Linked DNA regions of Mus musculus: regions 1, 2 and 3 are each linked to region 4. Evidence: chromatin contacts called from public HiChIP or PLAC-seq data. All regions are on one chromosome and are shown on one strand. The core of a region is the stretch at or near the end of the contact, and the rest is flanking DNA. Distances in the headings are between cores, read along the strand shown.

The links. HiChIP or PLAC-seq counts read pairs in DNA pulled down with a chosen protein or histone mark.
Region 1: a contact with region 4 is called in an HNF4G HiChIP or PLAC-seq map of pancreatic cancer cells. The contact joins two enhancer-like sites.
Region 2: a contact with region 4 is called in an HNF4G HiChIP or PLAC-seq map of pancreatic cancer cells. The contact joins two enhancer-like sites. A contact is called at or near these places in 3 of 39 promoter capture datasets (embryonic stem cells, pre-B cells and stem cell-derived epiblast-like cells), 2 of 484 Hi-C or Micro-C datasets (both in embryonic stem cells), 1 of 115 datasets of contacts at active chromatin or transcription factors (pancreatic cancer cells) and 1 of 9 other capture datasets (pancreatic islet).
Region 3: a contact with region 4 is called in a FOXA1 HiChIP or PLAC-seq map of pancreatic cancer cells. The contact joins two enhancer-like sites. A contact is called at or near these places in 2 of 39 promoter capture datasets (liver and pre-B cells) and 1 of 115 datasets of contacts at active chromatin or transcription factors (pancreatic cancer cells).

What each region holds. Positions count from the first base shown.
Region 1 is chr11:116,218,767-116,221,466 of GRCm38.p6, reverse strand. Evpl (envoplakin) reads left to right here. Exons shown (of 22, transcript NM_025276.3): 22 at 1-908. The coding sequence ends at 712. It also overlaps the pseudogene Cdk3. Among named protein-coding and RNA genes, the nearest start is that of Gm33250, 5.1 kb to the left of the region's middle. Within about 2 kb of position 1,371, at least 134 of the 459 cell types and tissues checked have an H3K27ac peak or open chromatin away from gene starts, as enhancers often do. A contact at or near this core is called in pancreatic cancer cells, where this site is marked.
Region 2 is chr11:115,372,832-115,375,531 of GRCm38.p6, reverse strand. No RefSeq gene overlaps it. Among named protein-coding and RNA genes, the nearest start is that of Hid1, 6.4 kb to the right of the region's middle. Within about 2 kb of position 1,256, at least 172 of the 459 cell types and tissues checked have an H3K27ac peak or open chromatin away from gene starts, as enhancers often do. A contact at or near this core is called in pancreatic cancer cells and pancreatic islet, where this site is marked.
Region 3 is chr11:116,318,331-116,321,030 of GRCm38.p6, reverse strand. No RefSeq gene overlaps it. Among named protein-coding and RNA genes, the nearest start is that of Gm26730, 13 kb to the right of the region's middle. Within about 2 kb of position 1,415, at least 147 of the 459 cell types and tissues checked have an H3K27ac peak or open chromatin away from gene starts, as enhancers often do. A contact at or near this core is called in pancreatic cancer cells, where this site is marked.
Region 4 is chr11:115,875,952-115,878,651 of GRCm38.p6, reverse strand. It overlaps Myo15b (myosin XVB), which reads right to left. Exons shown (of 64, transcript NM_001384233.1): 21 at 1,559-1,652; 22 at 946-973; 23 at 674-696; 24 at 497-554; 25 at 210-340. Among named protein-coding and RNA genes, the nearest start is that of Myo15b, 19 kb to the right of the region's middle. Within about 2 kb of position 1,356, at least 41 of the 459 cell types and tissues checked have an H3K27ac peak or open chromatin away from gene starts, as enhancers often do. A contact at or near this core is called in pancreatic cancer cells and pancreatic islet, where this site is marked.

The sequences.
Region 1 (2,700 bases), core at 122-2,621, 340 kb before region 4:
GTCTCCAGTCTGCTCCCCAGGCCCCCAGAGTACCGGCTTCTTCTCCCCAGGCCTCTCTTTTGGGCTCACTGAGGATAGCTTCCCCATCGCGGGGATCTACGATACAACCACAGACAACAAGTGTAGCATCAAGGCAGCTGTGGCCAAGAACATGCTGGATCCTATCACTGGGCAGAAGCTGTTGGAGGCCCAGGCAGCCACGGGAGGCATTGTTGACCTTCTTAGCCGAGAACGGTACTCCGTACACAAGGCGGTGGAGCGGGGACTCATTGAGAACACCTCCACTCAACGGCTGCTCAATGCTCAGAAGGCCTTCACCGGCATCGAGGACCCTGTCACCAGGAAGAGGCTGTCGGTGGGTGAGGCCATCCAGAAGGGCTGGATGCCCCAGGAAAGCGTGCTTCCCCACCTGCTGGTACAGCACCTGACTGGGGGCCTCATCGACCCCAAGAGGACGGGACGCATCCCCGTCCCTCAGGCTGTGCTCTGCGGGATGATCAGCGAAGACCTGGGCCAGCTCCTGCAAGATGAATCCGGCTACGAGAAGGATCTGACAGACCCCATCACCAAGGAGAGGCTGAGCTACAAGGAGGCCATGGGGCGCTGCCGCAAAGATCCTCTAAGTGGCCTACTACTGCTCCCCGCCATGCTAGAAGGCTATCGCTGCTACCGCGCGGCCTCCCCCACCCTGCCAAGATCCTGTGTGCGTTGATGAGGGGCTCTGCAGAGGGGGAGGGAGAATGCACACGTCACCTTGCCCTGGAGCTGCGTAATCCGAGGCAGCGGGTCCTCCTCCTGAGTGTCCACCTCACTGCGCAATCGTTTGTGGTGTTGGGCTCTGTCCCCAAATATGGGAAGTTCCGTTGTTCCTCCCCACCCCGTGCTTCTAATAAATGGATTATCTCTGTGCCGAGTCTCCTCTCATTTGGGGTTGCGGGGTCAGTGTGTCTGGGGTGTGAGCCCAGAAGCAGTACTGCTTGGGGATTCCCCCACCCCAAAGTATGTGTTGTGTGGGGTAGATGTGCCCAGCTCACCTGCCTGAGAAACAGAAGGTCATGAAAGGAGACCCTGGAAGCCCCATAGCCCCTCAGTTCCTGCCAGAACTGCCTCTAGCTCTCTGTGGAGAGCTTCCCTTTGTTGTCAGACCATGTCCCCCATACGAAGATTGACACCAAAAGCTCAGGAAGAAGTTACATTTATTTTCCATGTGTCACACAGAAGGACATCAACTGCCTATTTTTGATGACGCGACTACTTAGAACACCCTCAGGTGTTGTAACCACTCTTAGGATCAGAGAACTGCCCTGCCCCTCCTCCTGTTTAACTAGGTCCTCTGAACTGGAATTCAACTCTCCCAACAGCCTAAACCAAAAGACCAGCAGAGGGCACCCTCTCTCAGGGGCCATGCTCTGCAGCTGTGCAGTGAAGGCGAAGGGCTAGGGTCTCTTATCTAACCTGACACCTACTGTCTGGTCATTCAGAGGAGTTCTGTGCCCTGCCCCCAATTGGGCAGGGAGCACCTGCATGCCTTTCGAAAGTGCTCCATTAAATCCAACAAACAATACAGGAACTTGCCAACCTGTAGACGACATGAACCCAAGCCCCTCAGGGTCTGTTCTTCCCCAGAAAGGCAGAAAGGGAGGGAGGCAGCTGGCGAGGGTGTGAGGTGGTGGGCCCCACATACGTGTTCTCAGCGGGAGGAACGCCCTGCTGTACATTGTTGGGGTGCTAGGGAGTGTCCAGGAGAGAAGTAGGGATGGGCCAGGGCAGTCTTGGCTGAGATCCGCTGGCTGGGGTCATACTGCAGGAGTCGCTGGGGGAGGAAGGACAAGAGACTGTTGGGTGAAATCAGGGTAGAGAGGGAGTCCCTTCAACAGGTCCCAGGGGGAGGGAGAGCCATGCCTGAAAAGCAGGTCCCCCCCTCCCCCCAAACTGGAATTAGAGTTGACTATGAGACTCCTGGTATGGGTGCTGGGAACTGAACTCTGCAAGAGCAGCCATCTCTCCAGCCCCCAAATAGGGCCTCTTTGTTTGCCAGCACTGCATAGGCCAGGCTAGCTGACCTGTGAGCTCCAGGGATCCCCCTGTCTCAGGCCCCCATCCTGCCCTTGGAGCAGTGGAGTTACAGACTCCTGCTTCTGTGTTCAGCTTTAGGTACCATGACTGGGCCTCAAGAGCCTTACCCACTGAGCCACCCTACCCCCAGGCTTTGTGTGGTTCTGCAGATCTGAAGCCAAGCTCTCATGTTTATATGGCAAGCACGTTGCCAACTGAACCATCTTAGCCTGAGTTCCCCAGCGTTTAAGCCAGGTCTGGACGCTCCCAGAACTGAGGTTAAACAGTTAGTTTTTGAGTCCAGGCCTATGATTCATGGTTCCACCTGCTCCTGCTTGAGAACAGATGTCCAAAGAGTGCGCACTTGTGCTGGGGCAGGATAGACAGAACAAGTGGAGGAGGAGCTAACAGCCTAAGAGCAGGCCTATGCAGCTCACTCTCTGTAGTCACACACATAACCCAGGCAGGGTGCCAGGAAACAGCATTTGAAGGAAAAGTGGCTTTAGCAGGAAGTGCCTGCCATCCTGCTGGCGCTAGGTTGCTAGGCAGCACACATAGCCTTCTGGTGAGGTCACTTTGGCCTCGATGGCGGCCCTGCCCTTTCTTCCCTGGCCCAGCATGGGCAAACCCAGAAATGGGGACATC
Region 2 (2,700 bases), core at 7-2,506, 500 kb after region 4:
CCAGAGTGGGGTATCAGAGCCTCTGGAGCTGGAGTTAGGGGCATTTGTGAGCATCCTGGCATGGTTGCTGGGAACCAGATTTCAGTGCTCCGAAAGAACAGCCAACAACTTCTTAACCATTGAGCCATTTCTCCAGCCCCTTGCTCAGACAGTTAAAGGCAGACTTCAAATGTGAAAATGCACCCCATATCTTGGCACTAAAGTTGTTTTCAGTGGTGACTTAATTGCCTTCTGTACTTGAGAGCCACCCAGCTTCTACCCATTTCTCGGTCCTCAGCCTTGCCCACACTGACCACGACCTCCACGTGACTCCCAGAGGCAGGGATGGGCATGTTGTCTGCTGGCCTATAGAAACTGGGGTTATGTTGGCATCATTTTTTTTTCCAATCATGCTGATAGAAGGAATCTCAGTGCATCTCATGCTGATAGAAGGAATCCCAGGTGGTTGGTGTGAGGGTAAGGCTGAAGCTGGACCACTGACCCACTGACGTGGCCAGGGTGATGGAGCCTCTTGGGTCCGTCTGCAGAACACAGAGGGTATGAGCATAGGGTGTTAGCTGGCTGCTGGGAATGGGAATACAGGACGTGTGCCAAGCCTGTGATATGTCTGTTGCCTATTCTGGCTCAGAGGCGGGGGTGGTGATACTTCCAACTCTAATCGAGTCTATGACAGGTCTGCCTCCCGGGCTCACCTTCAAACCTGACCCTGTCACATAGTCAAAATCAGGTGGATACCAGTGTCTAGGGTGGGGATCGGAGGTCAAATAAATTTCCTGACCACGATAACTCCCTGAGCCTTGTGTCTCATATTTGGGTCAGAAAACCCGTGCCTCAGGGCATCAAAGTGCAGCACCAAGGCCAGAGCCTTTGGCAGCTGGATGCCTTCCAAATCTTGAGCAACAGAATTTCTTAGAGGTCTGTGTTGACTCCTAATAGCAAGATGTACTTCTCTGTACTCATCCTCGATGCTCAGAAACCTGAGGAGGCAAGCTCAGATCCAGGGGATGCGAGCCTAGATCCTGACAGCGGAGTGCGCCACTAACACCAACCCGGACCGACTCGGAGTCCCGCGAGAATGCAACTCCCTGGCTGCCAGCCCAGCTCCGACTGGGGTAAGGCCCTGGACGCCCATCTGACAACTTGAAGTCGCAATTCGCCACTGCCCAGCCCTCGGTCTCTGTCCTCCACCTCCGCATCCAGACCAGCACAGCTGGCCGGAAATGACGGTGCACACGCTGGCAGCACTGACGTTGGCAGTCCTGCCGCTCAGAATCGCACCAGCTTCCCTGGAAAAGGATGAGGGCGTGTCACTCGCCTCTCTGTGCCCTCCCGTGCCAGCAGACGCCCTGTATCTTGCATTGAAGGGAAAGAGGCAACACTGGGGATCTTTCTTTTGGGTTCTCACCTCTCCTGTAGGTTATGTTCCCTCCCCATTCCCGATCATTCTCATCAAAGAGACAAATGTCACCCAATGATCTCTATCTGTCCTTTCTATCAGTATGAGGTCAGCGCCTGGCAGAGTAAGGCACTGAATACACGTGAATGAGTGAGGTCATCTGGCGTCCCTCCTCCCTCCCCCATACACCATCTGAGTTTGTCCCAGGCAACTGTCTTCTCTGAAAGGGGGATTTTATATTCTCGGGTTGGGAAGTGCCTGAAATCCCTGTGTCTGCCTGGGATCCCTTCAGTGCAAACCCTCCAAGTTTCTCATGAGTGGGGTTACTTTTAGGGTGCGAATGTGGACAGTATCCATCCTTACTCAGGGGTTAATGGGAGAATTCAGAGTTAGTATGAAGCCAAGTGCTCAGAACCAGGACAGGGGCACGGGACAACCTGAACCGTGTGCTTGGTATTAGCATCTTAACAATGAAGTGCAACATTGCATCAATTATCCATCCATATTCAGTTTTGTTTCAAGTTGACAGTTGCATATGTAGCCCTGGCCAGCTTGATACTTCACTAGGAGTGAGGGAGTGGACTACCTTGCCTGACTCTACTTACCCTTTTTCATAGTCAGGACCTTGTGTATCCCAGGCTTGCCTCAAACTGTATTCAAGGATGACTCTGAACTTCTTGATCCAGTAGTCTATACTTCCCAAGTGCTGAAGTTACAGGTGTATGCCATTACTCCTGATGTATGCTGGAGACCGAACCTCAAGGCTTTGTGAACGAAACACTGTGCCAACAGAGCCACTTCCCAGATCTTTTTTTGTGTGTGCTTTTTGCTTGGTTTTGTTTTGTTTTGTAGCTCAGATTATTTTTCCACTTACTGTGTATTCTGTACGCCATAACTACTGTAGTCACAAATGCATACACTATCACACAACCACACATACATACATGCATGCATGCATACATATATACATTTATACAGGACTAAAAGAAAGTAAATCTTAGTGGGGAGGTGGTGGCACATGCCTTTAATTCCAACTCTTGGGTGGCTAGCCTGGTCTACACAGCAAGTGCCAAGACAGCCAGGTCTATAAAGAGAAATTCTGTATTAAGAAACAAAACAAGGGCTGGAGAGATGGCTCAGTGGTTAAGAGCACTGACTGCTCTTCCGAAGGTCAACCACATGGTGGCTCAGAACCATCTGTAACAGGAACTGATGCCCTCTTCTGGTGTGTCTGAAGACAGCTACAGTGTACTTACATATAACAATAAATAAATCTTTAAAAAAAGAAAAGAAAATCAACAACA
Region 3 (2,700 bases), core at 166-2,665, 440 kb before region 4:
ACCCAAAAACGATAGTCTTTATTAAAGACAACTGGTGGTATGTGTTGGCATCAGGACCTCCCAAACCTATGACATCACATAGGTGACAGCAAAACCTGCAGACTGGTTGCCAAGGCAACAGGCACCCTATTCCCAACATCCACTTGGCTCACTTTCCACCTTTACCTGAGTTACGTCATTCTCGATATAAATAAGGAGAACTCCCCTCCCTCACACTCTCTCCCCCTCTTCTCTTTCTGCCGCCACCTTCTCTCTCTTCTCCCAATAAAACCTCGTCCACGTGGAACTGTCTTGGCCTAGCGTGCTGTTGAGATGCAACCCGCCATTCTAACACATCAGTGTGTGTGATGTCTTTCCAGGTCGGGTGTACACTGATGGCGGCTGCACACATCTTTCTTTGGCCTTTCTGTTCATTCATTCATTCCATCAGTCACTCGACGAGCCTCAGGCTGGAAGACTCTCCTGTGGGTGCGCAGGGCGCTCTTAAACACACTCAGTAAAACCGAGCCTTGGTCCTAGAACCCTTGCTTCAGGGTAGTTCTGGATCAAGGGACTAAGACCTCCCATTTCCCACCACAGAGGAAGGATCTGCAAGTGTTGTGCTGGGGAGGAAAAAGGCCTTCTCTGCACCCCCACCCCTATCCAGCAGCTCCGGAGACCCCAGCCTGAATGTGGTCTGCCTCTGCCCAGCCACCTCCAGTACCTGGGGCACTGGTGTGGACTCTTCACTTGTATCCCAGTCACAACGAAGCCACATTCTTCTTTATCTGTCTTGAGACAGGGTTTCTCTGTGTAGCCCTGGCTGTCCTGGAACTCACTCTGTAGACCAGGCTGGCCTCGAACTCAGAGATCCACCTGCCTCTGCCTCCTGAGTGCAGGGACTAAAGACATGCGGATCAGGTGAAACCACATTATCTTACCTCAGTCAGCTGCTCTAAAGTGCCTTAGCTTTCTTAGTCGATACCTGTTCTTACTCCTCTGGTGACAGAGCCATCTCTGCCTTACTTCTCACAGAATAGATATCTTCCTGGGACCCACCTTCCCACCCTTCAGAATCCAGGACACATCTGTGCCTCTCTGGTGGGCCATTCCCCTGTGGTGGTTTTTCCTTTAACCAGTCCCCACAGTCCTTGTCCCTCCTGTGACTGGCAGGACATAGATTTGCTGTGAATCCCAAATTCTCAAAAGGACTTTCTTTTCTGCAGTCTTAGCAGGGAAGGGGGATCTCTTCCTGTCTCTTCCCTCCCAGGCTTTCCCTAGTTTTCTCTCTACCTACACAGACAGGTTATTGAAAACCCCAGCGATGTTTGTGATCTTGCACAGGAACAAGGGCAAACGTCCCTATGCCTGGAGTCAGGGAGCCTCTGTCCTCATGTGTGGATTGAACCCCACGCTGCCAAACAATGCAAATCAGGATGCCCAGCATGTGAAAGCGCTGAGTCACATTCTGGGAACAGGAGCCCTGGGGACCATGCCCTTCAGCAGTGCGTGCTGCCGCGTTTGCGTTGCAGGAGTGCCCCGGGGGCTGCGCTGGGCTGCGGGAACATGCTTGTAGGTGCAACTGGGCTATGGAATCGCGCTGGGAGCTGCAATTGGGCTATGGGAGCACTCCGGGGACTGCAACTGGACTGCACCTGGGCTGAGGGAGCACGCCCAGGGCTGTGAGGGCGCCCCTGTCCAGGCCAGAGCTGATCTCCCCGCAGCACCAGCTGGACTAGGAGACTAGCGATCACGGGATTCGGGGCGCGCTGGGCACCCACTAAACTTCCGGGGCCAGACCGCAGGCCCCTGGTCCAAAAAGAACTGCCCCGGTTCCAGACGACGCCTGCACTTCCTCTCTCCCTAGCGGCGCGCGCCCCCTGGTGGACGCCGTCCTGCTCGCTGCTTCCCCACCGCGCTGGGCTCTAAGCTCCCCGCAGGAGAGTGGTGACCCCCTTCCCAGAGCCAGCCCAGGATAGGAGAATAGTGGAAAATGCCGTGGTCTGAAAAGATAACGGTGTGAGCTAGTGTGCATACGTGTGTGAGCATATGAAATGATACATGTGTAAATAAATAAGCGTTGTGTATGTGTGAGTGGATGTGGTATGGATGTGCACATAGTGTAAATGGGGCACTGGGTGGGTGGCTGATGTGTGATTAAGTGATCCATCGTGGAGGGCAGGGGCAGGGTGTATGTCTAGTGGCCTCCAGTGTCCAGGCACGGTTGGGTAACTCCTGAAAGCCTTTTTGTGATACTCTAGGGATTAAACCTAGGGCTTTGGAAGTTAGCCAGGCCACACTCTTCTTAACTTTGTTTTGTGTTCTGAAACAGGGTCTTACCACGAAGTCTTAGCTGGCCTGGAACTTCCTATGTAGACCAAGCCAGCACAGCGGGTAGCCAGCTTCTGCCTCCTGAGTGCTGGGGCTAATGGTGTTTGCCACCACACCTGGCTCTTTTTAACTTCTATATTTACATTTGTAAATTCTCTGAGAATTTCATTCATGAGTACTGTATTTACATCATTCCCACCATGCCCTTCCCCCTCTAGCTCCCCCCAGGGGTGAGACCTTAAGAACTTTCTCCCACTGATGAACCAACTGGTGTCACTGTGTTGGTCTTGTCTAGGTAGCCATATTGTTGAGATTTCTTGGGTGTAATTTCCCCTGCTGTGTCTACAAGACACTGTCTTGTTGGTCCTCGGGTTCTTACAACCGTTCCGT
Region 4 (2,700 bases), core at 107-2,606:
AAGGACACAACTTTAACGTAGGGCAACCCCACAGTTACAGTAAAGGTGTGGCCGAAATGAGCCTGTGCATTGGAAACTTCTGGGTAAGGACTGTTTCCCAAGCAGCTTTGCTGACCACGGGAATGTCCTGGGAGAAGGTGGACACCTGTTTGTGCCTGGTGGGAGTTACACAGGAGCTTCTGAATGCCAGGAACCCAGAGGCGACTCACCTGAAAGCTGGTGGATACAAAACTGGAGAAGGGAAACTGGTCAATGTCTGGAGGGAGAGTCAGGCTGGGCCGGGCGGGGACCTCAGGTGGCAGGGACTCTGTGATGCTCCCCGTCAGCAAGGCCTGGTGGCCTGGGAAGGAACACAAGAGGCAGCCTAGGACACTCAGTTCTGCCACTCCTCCCATCAGGTTGGCAGAGTGCCGGTGAGTGGCTCAGGGAAAGAGGCAGGTGTGGTAGGCCAGCTGAGCAGCAGAAGGGACCCCATCTCTACACTAAGAGGACTCACCTTCCGCCCTCTCCAGCAGAGTAGCCAGCTGGGCGGGGATCTCTAAGCGACCCAGGTCCTGGTGGAGTGAATCAATGATCAGGAACTAAAGGACAGCCGAGAAGGACTGGGCACACCCCCTCCCCAAATCTCCAGAATGACAGCTGTCCCTAAAGAACAAGGATGCATCCTGGAAACAGATGGTCGGGTTTCCAGAGCCTCTGAGGAAAACCGAGAGAGTCCCAATCTTCTGCTGAGGTGGCACACAAGGGACAGTTTGGCATCCTACGTGCCATACTCTTCCCCATACTATGCCAGGCTGACACCACACAGGACCCCCACCCCACCCCACCTCCCGCACCCGCTTCCAAGATCACTCACCATATTTGACACTTTCCCCCAGGGCTCCCCGCTGTGCGGGCCAGGGGCACACTGTGGGAGAGATCCAGCAAGAGTTGATGCCCCCACACCACTAGCAGCCCATCCCCAACTCAGCAGCTCAGTGTCCCCTCTTGTCCCCAGGAGACAGGATGGTAGCGAGAGAATGTCATAGACCCAGAGGGTGCCACCACCCGACCTCACCTACCCCCCTACCCCCTCTCCAATCTCACCGTCACCAGGCTGTGGATGTCACTGCCTGTCTGCTAGGGCACCAGGAAGAGGTAAAGAAGAAGGGGACAAATGGTCTCAGGGGACAAAGTCCAGCCAGGGAGGAGCCAGGGAGGGGGGCAGAATGTGGGCATTGACCTTTGAGCAGCTTTTATGGCGTTCACATAGGAGTCATCAGGCAAGAGGGAGAGTAGAAGAGGCCTCAGGGGCCTGGAGGGAACAGAAGGAACTGGGGCTAAAAGGGGGAGTCAGGCCTGGGGGGAACGGTGCAGGGAGGAGCAAGAGGAAGCCAGACAACAGCCACAGGGCCCCAGCCGGAACAGGAAATGGAGATAGTCAGTAAGCAGTGGGCTCACAGATTTCAGACCCAGCAAGTTGAGGCTGTTAGGATTCTGCCCACTTGGCCAGCCAAGGTCACCTGGCTCCCATCCTGAGCTTCCCCACAATCCATGAACACTTCTAAACCCCTCATACCCGTAGCTTCTGTCGTCTCCGGAGCAGGGGCCGGGCCACTAGGAGAATGGTGTTCAGCTGTCCCAGAGCTGACCTCCGCTGGAGATATCGCTTCCTGGAGGCCATAGGAGCAACGTTGGGGAGGGTGGGACCCGAAACTTAAGCTTCTGCCCTGGTACCTGAACCCTTTCTAAACCTAGACCGTAGTGTGAAAATGGACCCTGGATCGGTGAAACCCCTGATGTTCAACAGTAATGTTCAAAGAACAGAATGCTACGGGGAACCAGGAAATATTTTGTTCTCAGACTGTTTCACTATGAAGACCAGCCTGGCCCTGAACCTGCCTCTGCCCGCTGAGTGCTACGAGTATAGAGGCATGTGCTGCCACTGCTAGCTTTTAGGATTTCTGTTTTTAATTATGCATATGTGTGTGTGGGGGTCTATGTGCATGTGCATGCAGGATTCATAGATGGCCAGAAGAGGGCGTCAGATCTCTGGGCTTGGAGTTAGAGGCAGTTAAGGTCTCCTGACCTAGGTGTTAGGAACTCGTCTCTGGTCCTCTGCAGGAACAACGAATGCTCTTAGCTACTGAGCCATGTCTCTAGCCCCCTAAATTTTATTTACTGATCTCATAGCTGGGAAATTCTCAAAGATATTCTGTTTGCATGTTCCTTCTTCGGACCTCCAAGGGCTCCAGGCATACATGTGGTACACAGACATGTGTTCACAGCACTTATACACATACAATAAATAAATAAATAAATAAATAAATAAATAAATAAATAAAAATAAGTCTCAGAGCCAGGAGGATGACTTAGTTGGCAAAGAGCTTGCTGCACACACATGAGGAGCTGAGCTCCAGATAAGACAGCTCATTAGTGACCTCAGTGTCTGTCACCTCAGAGCCAAGGGTAAAGGCAGACAGATGCTTGGAGCTCACTGGATACCCAGACTAGCCGAGTCAGCGAATTCTAGGTCCAGTCTCACGAAAGAAAGAAAGGGAGGAAGAAAGGAAGAAAGGATAGATAGACAGACAGACAGACAGAGAAAGAGCAAGGTATTGTGGCCTTTAATCCTAGCACTTGGAGGCAGAGGCAGGAGGATTTCAGTGAATTCAAGGCTAACATGGCCTACAAGTAGTTTATAGATGGCCTGGGCTACAA